3 separate regions of the Anas platyrhynchos genome follow, and all the other regions are linked to region 3. A link is a contact called in public Hi-C data. All regions are on one chromosome and are shown on one strand. Each heading gives the region's core, a stretch centred on a gene start, on an enhancer-like site or on the middle of the called end of the contact. The rest is flanking DNA. Distances are from core to core; before and after follow the strand shown.

The links. Hi-C and Micro-C count contacts between places; a contact is called where the count stands out from the background.
Region 1: a Hi-C map of subcutaneous adipose tissue shows a contact between it and region 3, with 1.8 times the contacts expected there. The contact joins two enhancer-like sites. A contact is called at or near these places in 3 of 8 Hi-C or Micro-C datasets (skeletal muscle and subcutaneous adipose tissue).
Region 2: a Hi-C map of skeletal muscle shows a contact between it and region 3, with 1.9 times the contacts expected there. The contact joins two enhancer-like sites. A contact is called at or near these places in 4 of 8 Hi-C or Micro-C datasets (liver, skeletal muscle and subcutaneous adipose tissue).

Annotation. Positions count from the first base shown.
Region 1 is chr14:11,446,601-11,449,996 of IASCAAS_PekinDuck_T2T, reverse strand. SH3TC2 (SH3 domain and tetratricopeptide repeats 2) reads left to right here. Exons shown (of 19, transcript XM_027468529.3): 17 at 1-97; 18 at 746-942; 19 at 1,294-1,913. The coding sequence ends at 1,485. Among named protein-coding and RNA genes, the nearest start is that of SH3TC2, 17 kb to the left of the region's middle. Within about 2 kb of position 2,011, at least 1 of the 8 cell types and tissues checked has an H3K27ac peak or open chromatin away from gene starts, as enhancers often do. A contact at or near this core is called in subcutaneous adipose tissue, where this site is marked.
Region 2 is chr14:11,089,105-11,092,526 of IASCAAS_PekinDuck_T2T, reverse strand. SH3PXD2B (SH3 and PX domains 2B) reads left to right here. Exons shown (of 15, transcript XM_038186487.2): 10 at 352-435; 11 at 1,412-1,529; 12 at 2,716-2,942. Among named protein-coding and RNA genes, the nearest start is that of SH3PXD2B, 65 kb to the left of the region's middle. Within about 2 kb of position 1,731, at least 1 of the 8 cell types and tissues checked has an H3K27ac peak or open chromatin away from gene starts, as enhancers often do.
Region 3 is chr14:11,293,527-11,297,105 of IASCAAS_PekinDuck_T2T, reverse strand. No RefSeq gene overlaps it. Among named protein-coding and RNA genes, the nearest start is that of UBTD2, 18 kb to the right of the region's middle. Within about 2 kb of position 2,020, at least 1 of the 8 cell types and tissues checked has an H3K27ac peak or open chromatin away from gene starts, as enhancers often do. A contact at or near this core is called in subcutaneous adipose tissue, where this site is marked.

The sequences.
Region 1 (3,396 bases), core at 762-3,261, 150 kb before region 3:
CTGTTCAACAAGCTGGCAGAGCTGCAGATTGGGCTGCAAGGCTACGAGAAGGCGCTGGAGTTTGCCACGCTGGCAGCCCGGCTGAGCATCAGGGTGGGTGAGTGATGCACACCCCCGGGGAGCAGGGCAGAGGGGGTGCTGTCTGCGTGACAGCACTGTGCACGTGAAAGGGAGATGCTCCTGCTTTCATAAGACCTCTGGACCAATTCTTATCCCAGGGGTTACATCTCTTTAAAGGCTGCTTCCCTTTTTAAGCTGCCCACAGGGGTGCTCTGCTGTGGTGGCGGTGGGGCTGGCTGAGCAGAGGGCTGTTGCTACACCAGAGTACAGGAAATCTTATGAGGGCATGGGACTGAACAGTTCCTCTTTGCCCTGGCTCTTCCGATAAACCTACCCCTTTCCATTGCAGAAGTAGGATTAATGAGCAAAATAAATGCCTGAGACGGAACCAGCCTTGTAATAACCCTCTCCAGCCCCCAAGAAATCCCCTGGTTGAATGATACATGGTATATATGGCAATATATATATGCTATATATAGACTGGCAATCTATCCCACTTTGGTATCAGCACCCCTGATAGCTCTGTTTTCTCTGGACCATCTTCAAAGGCAGTGCCTCCTTATGCAGACAGATATCTGTGCCCTGGGGCTGTGGAGCAAACACATCCCTGAGCGGCTCGGTGTGCTGGGCTAGGAACTGTGTGTGAGTGCCCTGCAGTCTGACTGTATCAGCAACTTTTTTCCAGGAGATCAATTGCAAGAGCTGATTGCATTCCACCGCCTGGCTACAGCCTACTATTTTCTGCAGATGTATGAGATGGCAGAAGACTGCTACCTGAAGACTCTCGCCCTGCGCTCCCCTGTGCTGCAGTGCTCTGGAGAGGCCCTGTACTACTCCAAGGTGTATTGCCACCTTGGCAACCTCACGCTGCACAAACTGAAGGTAGGAGGACACTTGCTATGATGCTGTGTTGTGTTCTTGGGTCTTCATGGGGCGCTGGAGGTGGAGTATCCCATCTGCTGGCAAAGCAGCAATGGTTATATACAGCAGCATCCTGTGGCTCTCTGTCCTGGCTGCAGCTTTACAATAAGCACACACAGTGCTGGCACAGCCAGGTTTTGACATGGGACAGGCAGTTTGGAAAGAAGTGCTAGCACTTAGTGACTGTACAGAGCCCATTTCACTGAATTCAGGTGTCACTGGGTTCTGCCTGGAACCGCTGGGCTCTGCTCCAGCACCCTCACACCCCGTGGCCTTGCATTACTTCCTAATTGCCCTGCTCTTTATGCTTAGGACGAACAGGATGCAGCAGCCTACTTCCTTCTGGCCCTTGCTGCGGCGACCGAGCTGGGAGACCAGGAGCTACAAGGCCGCATTCACGCCAAGCTGGCTGACATCCCCAGGGTCACGCTGGGGCCCGTGGGCACGCCGGGCTGTGCCACGTACCGGGCCCGGTGGCTGAGCGAAGGCGGCCACGTCGTCTGACCCATCCATCGCCATGGGGACGTGCCTGCAGACAGCTTCTTGCCTCGTACGGGTCCACGTGCTCTCCAGAAGCAGCATCCCAGGAGGGGTCCGGCCTCCTGACAGCGATTTATCTCCATGTCCCCAGCAGACAAGGGACCTGGGACCCTCATTTCTTGGGAGTGGCGCTGTGTGCCATGGCACTGCTGGCAGAGCGAGGCAGGATGGGGCCCAGGAGCAGGTGCTGGAGCACAGTGCAATGGGGAGAGAGGCAGGCAGCACTCCAGGAGTGTGGCTGTGCGGGATGGGGATGAGGACAGGAACATGGACAGGGATGGGGACAGGGTGTCACCCATCCCCACCCGGACCCCACCGGACAGCTCAACCGGCGATGGGACACCTCCGACCCGAGCGTGTTTTAACTCGAATAGCAACTCTATTTATTCCTACCTGTTCTCTGTGCTGTGTGCTATGCTCCGTGACCCCACAGCTCCGCAGGAGCCGGCTCCTGTTGGGCACCGAGCTGCAGCCCCGCTCACCGCCAGGGCGCACCAGAGCCCCGCGGTTGCGGGCGGCGGAGCCGCTCCTCGTCCCGCTCGGCCCCAGCCCTGCTGCGGGTGCTGAGCCAGGGGGGAGCGCTCCCCCGGGCTCGAAAGGCTGTGCCAGCGAGCTGGGGCTCCACGGGGAGACCCTGCTGCAAGTCCCTTCGTCTCCCTTCCATGCTGCGCCCCTTGGAAGTGCCAAACGCGCAGCGTGGGTCTCCTCGCCCCCGCTGCAAGTGCCCACTTCGTTTTCCCCTTCTGTCCCCTGTGAGCCATCCATCACCAGGGCAGCGAATAGTTTAATGCTTGTTTACCAAGCATTCCTGCGATGCCATCGGGGCAACCTCAGCCCTGTGTTGGGAGGAGGCAAATCGCTGTCCCGTTTGACATCCAGCGAGCTTTTGGGGGAACCGGTCCAGGAAAATCCTCTGGCTCGCCCTATGGGCAGCCCGCTCTGTGCTCAGCTCAGGTGCCGTGTGCCCTCCCAACAGAGGCCAGGATCTGTGCAGCTGCACCAGCCCTTCTGTGCGCACATCCCATCCTCAACTCTGTCCTTGGAGGCCCCAAAACGACACCTGGGGCCACCATGAGGCCCAGCACCCAGGTGGGTGCAGACCCAGCATCCCTGCAGACCCACATGGGTGGCCAGTGGCTCTTGTGGTTCTTGTCAAAGCGAAGCCCCGTGGAGGATGAATCATGCAGAGAGCATTCTCCCTAAAATATCCCTAACAGAGCCAAAACCTGAGGCCTTTCCGCCTAGCACCAGTGAGAAAAAAATGGGCTTTGTTTAAACACAGCGAGTCAGAGTTTCAGCTGGTCTAAATCAGCTGAGACATCCTGATCTGCAGGACTGTAGGTCTGGCCCGTAGTTTTTAACCAGACATGTGTTTTCTAAATCACAGCAAATGACTTTGTGCTGCCTGGGGGAAAAAAAATAAAAATGAGGAGGCTCACTCCTTGAGAACATCCCATAAAACATCCTTTTCCCTCTCATCCACCAGCCCTCTCTGACAAAGCCGGGCTGTTTTCCTATCAGGATGAGAGGTCAGGGTGGCCAGGGCTGATTAAACATCATGATAACACTTGGAAATAAAGTGAAACTTGGTGCGTGCCAGCCCCTGTGCCTGTGCCCAAGGGTGGGTGAGGACCCAGCATTCCTGCAGCTAGGGAGGAGATTTCTCCTTGTCCCATTCTTTCCGGGCAAGGAAAATAAGGTCTTTTGGGGTCTTCGTGCCAGAGGAGGTCCCTGGGTGATGGCACAAGCCCCTGGGCAGCCTGGCTGGGGGTTATCACCTTCCACCTTTCCATCCATCATTCCTTGGGCATGGGGCTGGGAGCTGTCTGCCTCTTGGGCTCACCATGGAGCTGTCCTGTGTGTGTAGGAGGCACA
Region 2 (3,422 bases), core at 482-2,981, 200 kb after region 3:
ATTCCTGTGTCTTTTGATGTCATGCAGAAAGCAAGAGCATGCGTGAGTCCACATGATGAGAGTAGCAAAGCTGCAACCTTTGCGTACAGTAAATGTGAACCAGCCCTGCAGCACGCATCCTTTCCACTGACCGCTGTATGCTCAGAGCAGTGCTGTAGTTTGCTCAGCCCTTTTCCTGGGGAGATGGAGGTGGGATGGGGGTTCAAACCAGGGAGGGCGCCCAGAGAGCTCCAGGTGAGTACAGCTCTGTGCCTCTCTCTGCTGTCAACCCTGTTTCCTCTGAGACCCGAAGTGCTGCCTCCTTACGTCCTCTCTTGTCCTTCTCCTGCTTCCCCAACATGCTCTTCCCAGTCCCGTGGAGATACTGGTCCCTGCCCAGGCACGTTGGCCGCCGTCGGACCCTTGGGGACTTGTACACCAGTGGATGGGGTCAAGGTGGACTTTGTAGAGACGTGTTCAGCTGCCCTGGTTTTGTGCCTGCAGCCTTGTTGTGTGCATGTTTGTTTGCTTTGCATGGGAGGGACTCTGCTTGTGTCCTCCTCGGTATGTGCCATGTGTGCTCCTCAGCCTTCCATCAGCTCACTCACGTCCACCTCTCTTTTCGCTATCAGCTGTTCCTTCTAACTTTTTGAGGCTTGTTTTGGGTACAGAGACTGGAGTCCCTGCTGTCCCCAAAAACATTTATGCGAACTTCTTGTAGCTGCTGCCTTAGTCCCTGCTCTCAGCCAGGTCCTGGTGTCGGTGGCTCAGGCAGCACCAAGAGCAGAAGAGCCGACCTGGTTTTGCTGGATGGGGCAGGACGTTTGCTGCTTTGACTCATTTGCATGAAGCGGGAGGGGAATCAGGTCTTTCGAGAGCTGTGCTTTTCCAAGAAGGCAAGGACAAAGGGCCGGGCACCCAGTTTGGATGTGTTTTCAAGCCCTGGAGGAGAGCATTTTCAGGAACAGTGGCTATTCAGGAGGATGAAGGCAAAAAGCAACTGGGAGGGGAAGCTTGAGCGATGTATGAAAGTGATTAAAGACCATGGTGGTAGCTGGGATTGGGTTCTTTTTGGGGTCAAGCAGCTTCCTATGCTGTATCTTTGTGGTCAGCGAGTAGCACAGGATCCCAGAGCAAGAGCTGGGACCACAGGCTGGCTGGATGTGAGAGGGTGAAAGGAAAAGAAGTGGGCATTCAGTGCCTCCTCACCTTGGCTGTCATAGGGGAAGCTCACCAAAGCTTACATTTCAAAATGCAACTGGGTTTGTTTTGGAATTCATTTCACTGGCATTTTTTTTCTGAACAGTTGTGTATCTCTGTGTGTTTGCACCTATGTTACAACAAGAATTACTGTTCACAGAAAACACTTAGCCACTATTTCCAGGTTTCTGTAAAACAATATCTTAGTAAAACTCCACTTTCTTTCCTACAGAGGAGAAGTACACAGTTATTTACCCATACACTGCAAGAGACCAGGATGAAATGAACCTGGACAAAGGGGCTGTGGTGGAGGTGATCCAGAAGAACCTGGAGGGCTGGTGGAAAATCAGGTACCGTCCCTGCCTCTTGCCCTTCCCTGGCGCTGCAGGCTATGCAAAGCAGAGACCCCGATGCACAGTCCAAGGGCAAGCCTAGAGCAATGAGGAGGGCAGAATAGCAGAACTCATTTCTCTCCATCCCTAAATACCAAGGCTTACTGAAGTTCAAGGTTTCAGCCAAGCATAGCTGTGGTTAAACATCTTGAAAATCCCTCAGTTTCCTGTGCTGGGGAGGTGGACTGCGTCACAGCATCACATGCCCCAGCAGCGGGTCCGGGAGCATTAATGTTACATCATGTGCTGCTGATAGGAAAAGCAGCAAGTGTCCTGGAGGCAGGCTGGATGCTCTGGCTGTGTTAGGAGGTTCCTGCGGAGCAGGGCCGTTGTCCGGGCCAGCTCTGCTGTGTACAGGGTGTGCTGAGGCCAAACGCTCCCGATCATCCTGAGCTGATACTTGTTTTCTCCTGGAAGCTCGTTTTTGCTTCTCTGTGGCGTTAGCTAATGGCTGGACTTGAGCAGGGTGGGAGCATATGCCACGGTTTTCTTAACCTTGCGTTGAACCTGTGGTATTGGCAGAAGCAAAGCCCCAGAAAAATGTCCATTGACTTTCTGAGCAGAGGAGAGCTGCCACAAGAACTCCAAAGGCAATTACAAGCTCAGGATCCGGTGCCATGTGAGTGCAGTGGCTGCAGCCCAGCCAGCAGGAGCGTCTCCGACGCTGGCGCAAGACCCTCGAGCATGGCAGGCAGACTCCGTGGATGTGGTTTTTCAATCAGATCACAGCGCTGGTTCCTCTCCTAAACAGCACAGATTTAGAGCAGGGAAGGGATCCAGGCTGAGCTTCATCCAGAGAACAGGTACATCAATCCTAGCAGCAACCCTCTGGTTTTCCCCTTCACTTCCCCTGCCAGTGCGTTTCATTCCTGAACCGGTGCCATCGCTGAGGTGAAAAGGAAATCGGGCTCCTCGCCGTTCCCAGCCCTCGGCCTGCTGGCTGCAGCAGCCTGCATGGAGCATCAGTCATTGCTGCGGCTCTCCAGGTGCCACCTGGCATGGAGCCTGGCACCGAGCGAGCTCACTTTGCCCAAATCCAGGCTTGTGCTGAGCCCCGGCCCCAGGGACACCTGGTGGCCCCATGCACGGGCTCGGGGCAGCACTGAGGCTCGGCACAGTGACGCTGCCGTTGTTGTCGCTGCAGGTACCAGGGCCAAGAAGGCTGGGCCCCCGCCTCCTATCTCAAAAAGGGGAATGGAGAGATGTTCTCGCAGAAGCTGGGCTCAGGCTCCTCCACTCACTCCTGTGCCTTGGATCTGGACGGCATTTCCCGGCAGCAGATCGTGGCCAGCCGAGAGAAGGACGGGCTCACCGGCCAAAGGGACGGGAGGTTCGACAGCCGTCCCCTGCCCAACGCTGACATCCGACGCAGTAAGTGGCCAGCTGGGAAGGTGTCAGTGCAGCCTATCCTGCAGAATTGTGAGCAACATAGCTCAAAGGAGAGGCAGAAGGCTTGCAAGGCACCGTGAGCTCTGCAGCAAGGTCTGGAGGTGACACTGGCATGGGTGCAGTGCTGCCCCGGGGTCTGCTGAGGAACAGCAGAGGTGTGAATAAATAAGGGCCTCTCAGCCTGCAGGTACAGCTGCAGACACCTCTCCACAGGAGCTGCACAGTTTAATCCCTCAGCAGGTCAGGTCTTTGGGGTGAAAAAGCAGTTCTGTGTGGTCACCTCAGCTGCATTTCCCAGCAGCACCTGATGGTGCAGAGCTGGTTCCTCTTCCAGCAGGATAACCTTGGAACCTGGGTGACCTGCATCACTCAGGGTACCAGGCAGAGAGGTTCCTCGTTTGGCTTGCTTGCCTGAGGCAGGCTTAGTCCTTGCCTTTCTGCCTTCTCTTTCACTTGCCTTAT
Region 3 (3,579 bases), core at 771-3,270:
CAGTCAATCCCTGCTCTTGGACAGGTTGTATGGCAGGGGATTTTTTTGCTGTATTTAATCCCCCAGACCAGTTCCAAACTCTATTCAAGGAAACAGGGACTCTCCCTGGCCATCCCAGTGCATGAAATACTGAACAATATTCCACCTGAGCCACGGCAGGGAGGAAACTGCAGAAAACAGATTTCCTGGTAAATTGAGCTCAGATCCGCATTACAGAAACGATCCCAAGCAGCAGCGATGCTGAAAAACCCCTGGGACCCCAAAAAGGCTGCCACCCTGGGAGCCTGCCCTGGGGTATCCCCAAGCCCCCTCTCAGCCCCGTTCTCCCTGCAGACTCCCCAGTGACCCCATCCTGACCAACTGCAGTGTTTTGGGGTTAAAGTCAGGAGGCCATTCACTGAGGCACAGGCTGGAGGGAGGTTTTGCTCATCTGGAAAGCACTCCCAGGTTTCCTAAGGGTCCTTTTTGTTCTCCATCAGGGCACTGCATGAAAGGAGGAGGCTGGTGGGCAACAGGGCATTTGCCAGGGGTGCCCAGGAGTCATTACTGGTCTACTTGGGGTGGACATTATCAGCAATTCCCAAAGAGGACCCTCTGTCCCAGCACTTCCACCCCAAACCCTGAGGTTTAGCAACACTCCTAATATCCCCTCCAGAACCTCTCGCACAAAAAGTTCCCACTTCAGTAAATCAGCATTTTCTGACAAAACAAAACAAAACAAAACAAAACAAAACAAAACAAGCTATTTCTCCAGAAAATTCTCAGTTGTCTCAACCGCTAATAGCCCATGCTAGTTGAATGCCCCAGGGACTTATCACTTTGTTATGTTCCTGGCACCACTTTTCCATGGAACTTGCAAATTGTTGTTTGCCCAGCTCCGCCTCTAACAGATCAGGAGAAATTCTGGCTACTGCAGCAGAGGAAAATAGCAGAGTGTGTCCACTTTTGCTACTTCAGAGTTGTTCAACCAGAAAATAATGAAGAGAGAATTGTTTTTCCTTGGCTACGCAGTGTAAGTTATTGGTGAATAAATAAGCCCAGAGGCCAGGGGATGAAGTATTTATTGATTTGTGCAGTGTTTATTTCTGAGTTAATTTGCAACCCACATAAAGAGAGAAAGAAATCGCTGTGATAAATATAAAATATGCTTTATATTGTGCGTATTATGAAAAGAGCTTCAATAAAAAGATTATTACATCTTTCTATGGGGTGTTCACTGGGTTTGCCTGTTTTCAGATCTGACAGTATAATGTGATCAAATCTTAGCAGTCGCAAGGCAGCCCCACACAGTTTTTATACTTTGCTTTATAGCACAGAGATGCCATTCTGCAAAGCTGAAATTTAGTGGGAGAAGGAGATGCAGGAGACATAAAAGGAGATGAAGGAGATGTAAAAAATGCACTATCTCAACTCCTTCGGAGATGAAATAATAGTCCCTTCTAGCTATGTATAGGTGTCTGGATGGGATTCCTCTATGTACAGCAAGCTCACATTGCCATCTCCTCAAATTTTCAGCGACTCAGAGATGACAAGGCTTAATACAGGAGACGGCTATGCTCTGACAACTCCATCTGACTGCACTGTCTGCCACAGGTCCCCAGCTAATTAACTATTGATCTAAACTTTTGAGATTTTATTAGAATCTTCTGGATGTCACATTATTGCTAATAAGGCTTTAACATACAGCGGAGAGAGAAGATGAAATGTCCAAAATGATAATTTCTCAAGAAGCATTACCCCGTTCGCAAGGCAGCCTGTGGGTGTGTACGTGCTAGCTCCGTGTGTGCTTGCAGAGAGCACTGGCTGGTTCAACTGCTTCGTGGGAGCTCCAGGACACTGCAGGCCCTGGCTCCTGGTGTTAAAGTCTTTGGACCCGATGTTACAAGACCTTTTATCTGCCTGTAAACTAGCCAGCAGCTTGCTAAACGGATCCCGTGAGTACAAGCAGTGCACGGCAGCAGGGCGGAGGAGGGAGGAGCACCAGGCTGGGTTTCCTGCAGCACACGCAGAGGTTCAGCAGAAGATCTCAGCAGGCATCTCCCATCTGAGGCTGCACGTGCCAGAGCCTGTTCTTCTTTGGCACAGAGCAGCAACACGAATGAGGAAGAGAGGCACCAAACCTCTGATCGCCGAGGGGACCACGCTGGCTCCAGCACGAGGCACTCTGAGCAGTTCCTTTGGCCTGTTTCCCACTCTGAACTCCCAGCTGGTTTAAAAGAAGGAACATGCTGTATGGTGAGCTACCGTTCCCATATCAACATCCCTACAGCAGCAGAAAGGGCACATCCTCTCCTGTCCGGGTCACGCTTCTTTGCCAAGCTCTTCATTGTCAGTGGGCGCAGCAGGTTGTGTGCTCTCGTTGAACAGGAACTGGCCAGCACTTCTGAGCAGCTTCCAAGTAAGAGATGCTGGAATCCACTGAATAAATACAGAAGGACAGGTCTAAACAAGCACGGCTCAAGTGGCACAATTCATCTAGCTTCCTGTCAGGGCCTTATCTGTTAGCCTTTCTATTTTTGTTTCTTTGCCGTAGCATATTTTCTTTATTTGTATTGTACTTCCTGGCAGTAGTTCTCTAGTGCTGCCTCCAGCTGCCTTCCTAAAGGTGCTCCACAAGGGAATGCCTCATCACCGTAACCTTAGTGATTCACAGTGATTCTTCTTTATGTCAAAAAATAACATATTATGAGGAAGAAACCCAAATTCCCGTGCTCTGTACACTTGCCACAGAAAGAGAGACACCAAGGAGCTTTGATGCCTTTGTTGTTCTCAGACACACTTAGGAAAGGCAGCACCATACTGTGCCCATGTGAATTAGACGTGTTCTGTCTTTACAAGAGCTTTATGAAGTGTCCCTTAAAGCTTTTCCATGCTAAGCATTGCCATGCTGCTGTTTGGCATCCAAGGCTGATGGAAAGCTTCCTGAACATTCAGAAACAAAAGCAGCTTGTTTTAGGAAGAGCCATAGGCCAGAAGAGGGAAATACATTCGGTGCCTCCCATTATCTGTGGTGGTGCTTTGCCTAGGCTGCCTGCACCAACATTGGCAGAAGGGCAAAGTTTATCTTGCAGCAGTGACTGGGAGGATGCTGCTGGCCTTGGCAAACCCATAGCACGTTGCACTTCTCCACAGCTTTGTGCTTGTTTTGCTACTCTGCGAGCAGGGAAATGGTGGAAATTGGTGGTGGTGTTTTGCTCATACTGTGGCAAACATAGCAGAATCCTTTGTCCAGATGCTCCCCACAAAATTCCCCTTCCACTTCAGCTCTATTTGTCAGGCCAAAAAGCGATATGCTTTTTTTATGATTTTAACAGTGGTAGACGCTGGAGTTGTCTTCATTATCTGCAAGGAGCATCCCCATGGCCATGCTCATGCCCAGCCTTGCTGCTCTGGCTGGAGAGGTCCTTGTCCAGCAGCAGAGGCACTGTGCACTGCGGTGGAGATGGCAGGGACATGGCACACATGGCACCCCTCCTCAGGATACTCAGCAAACCTCGCTTTAAAAGTGGAGTGAGCGCAACTTACAGGATAAAGGTACTAGTGGTGGGGAAATCCAGCAGTATTTTCCTGGAGGTGAAC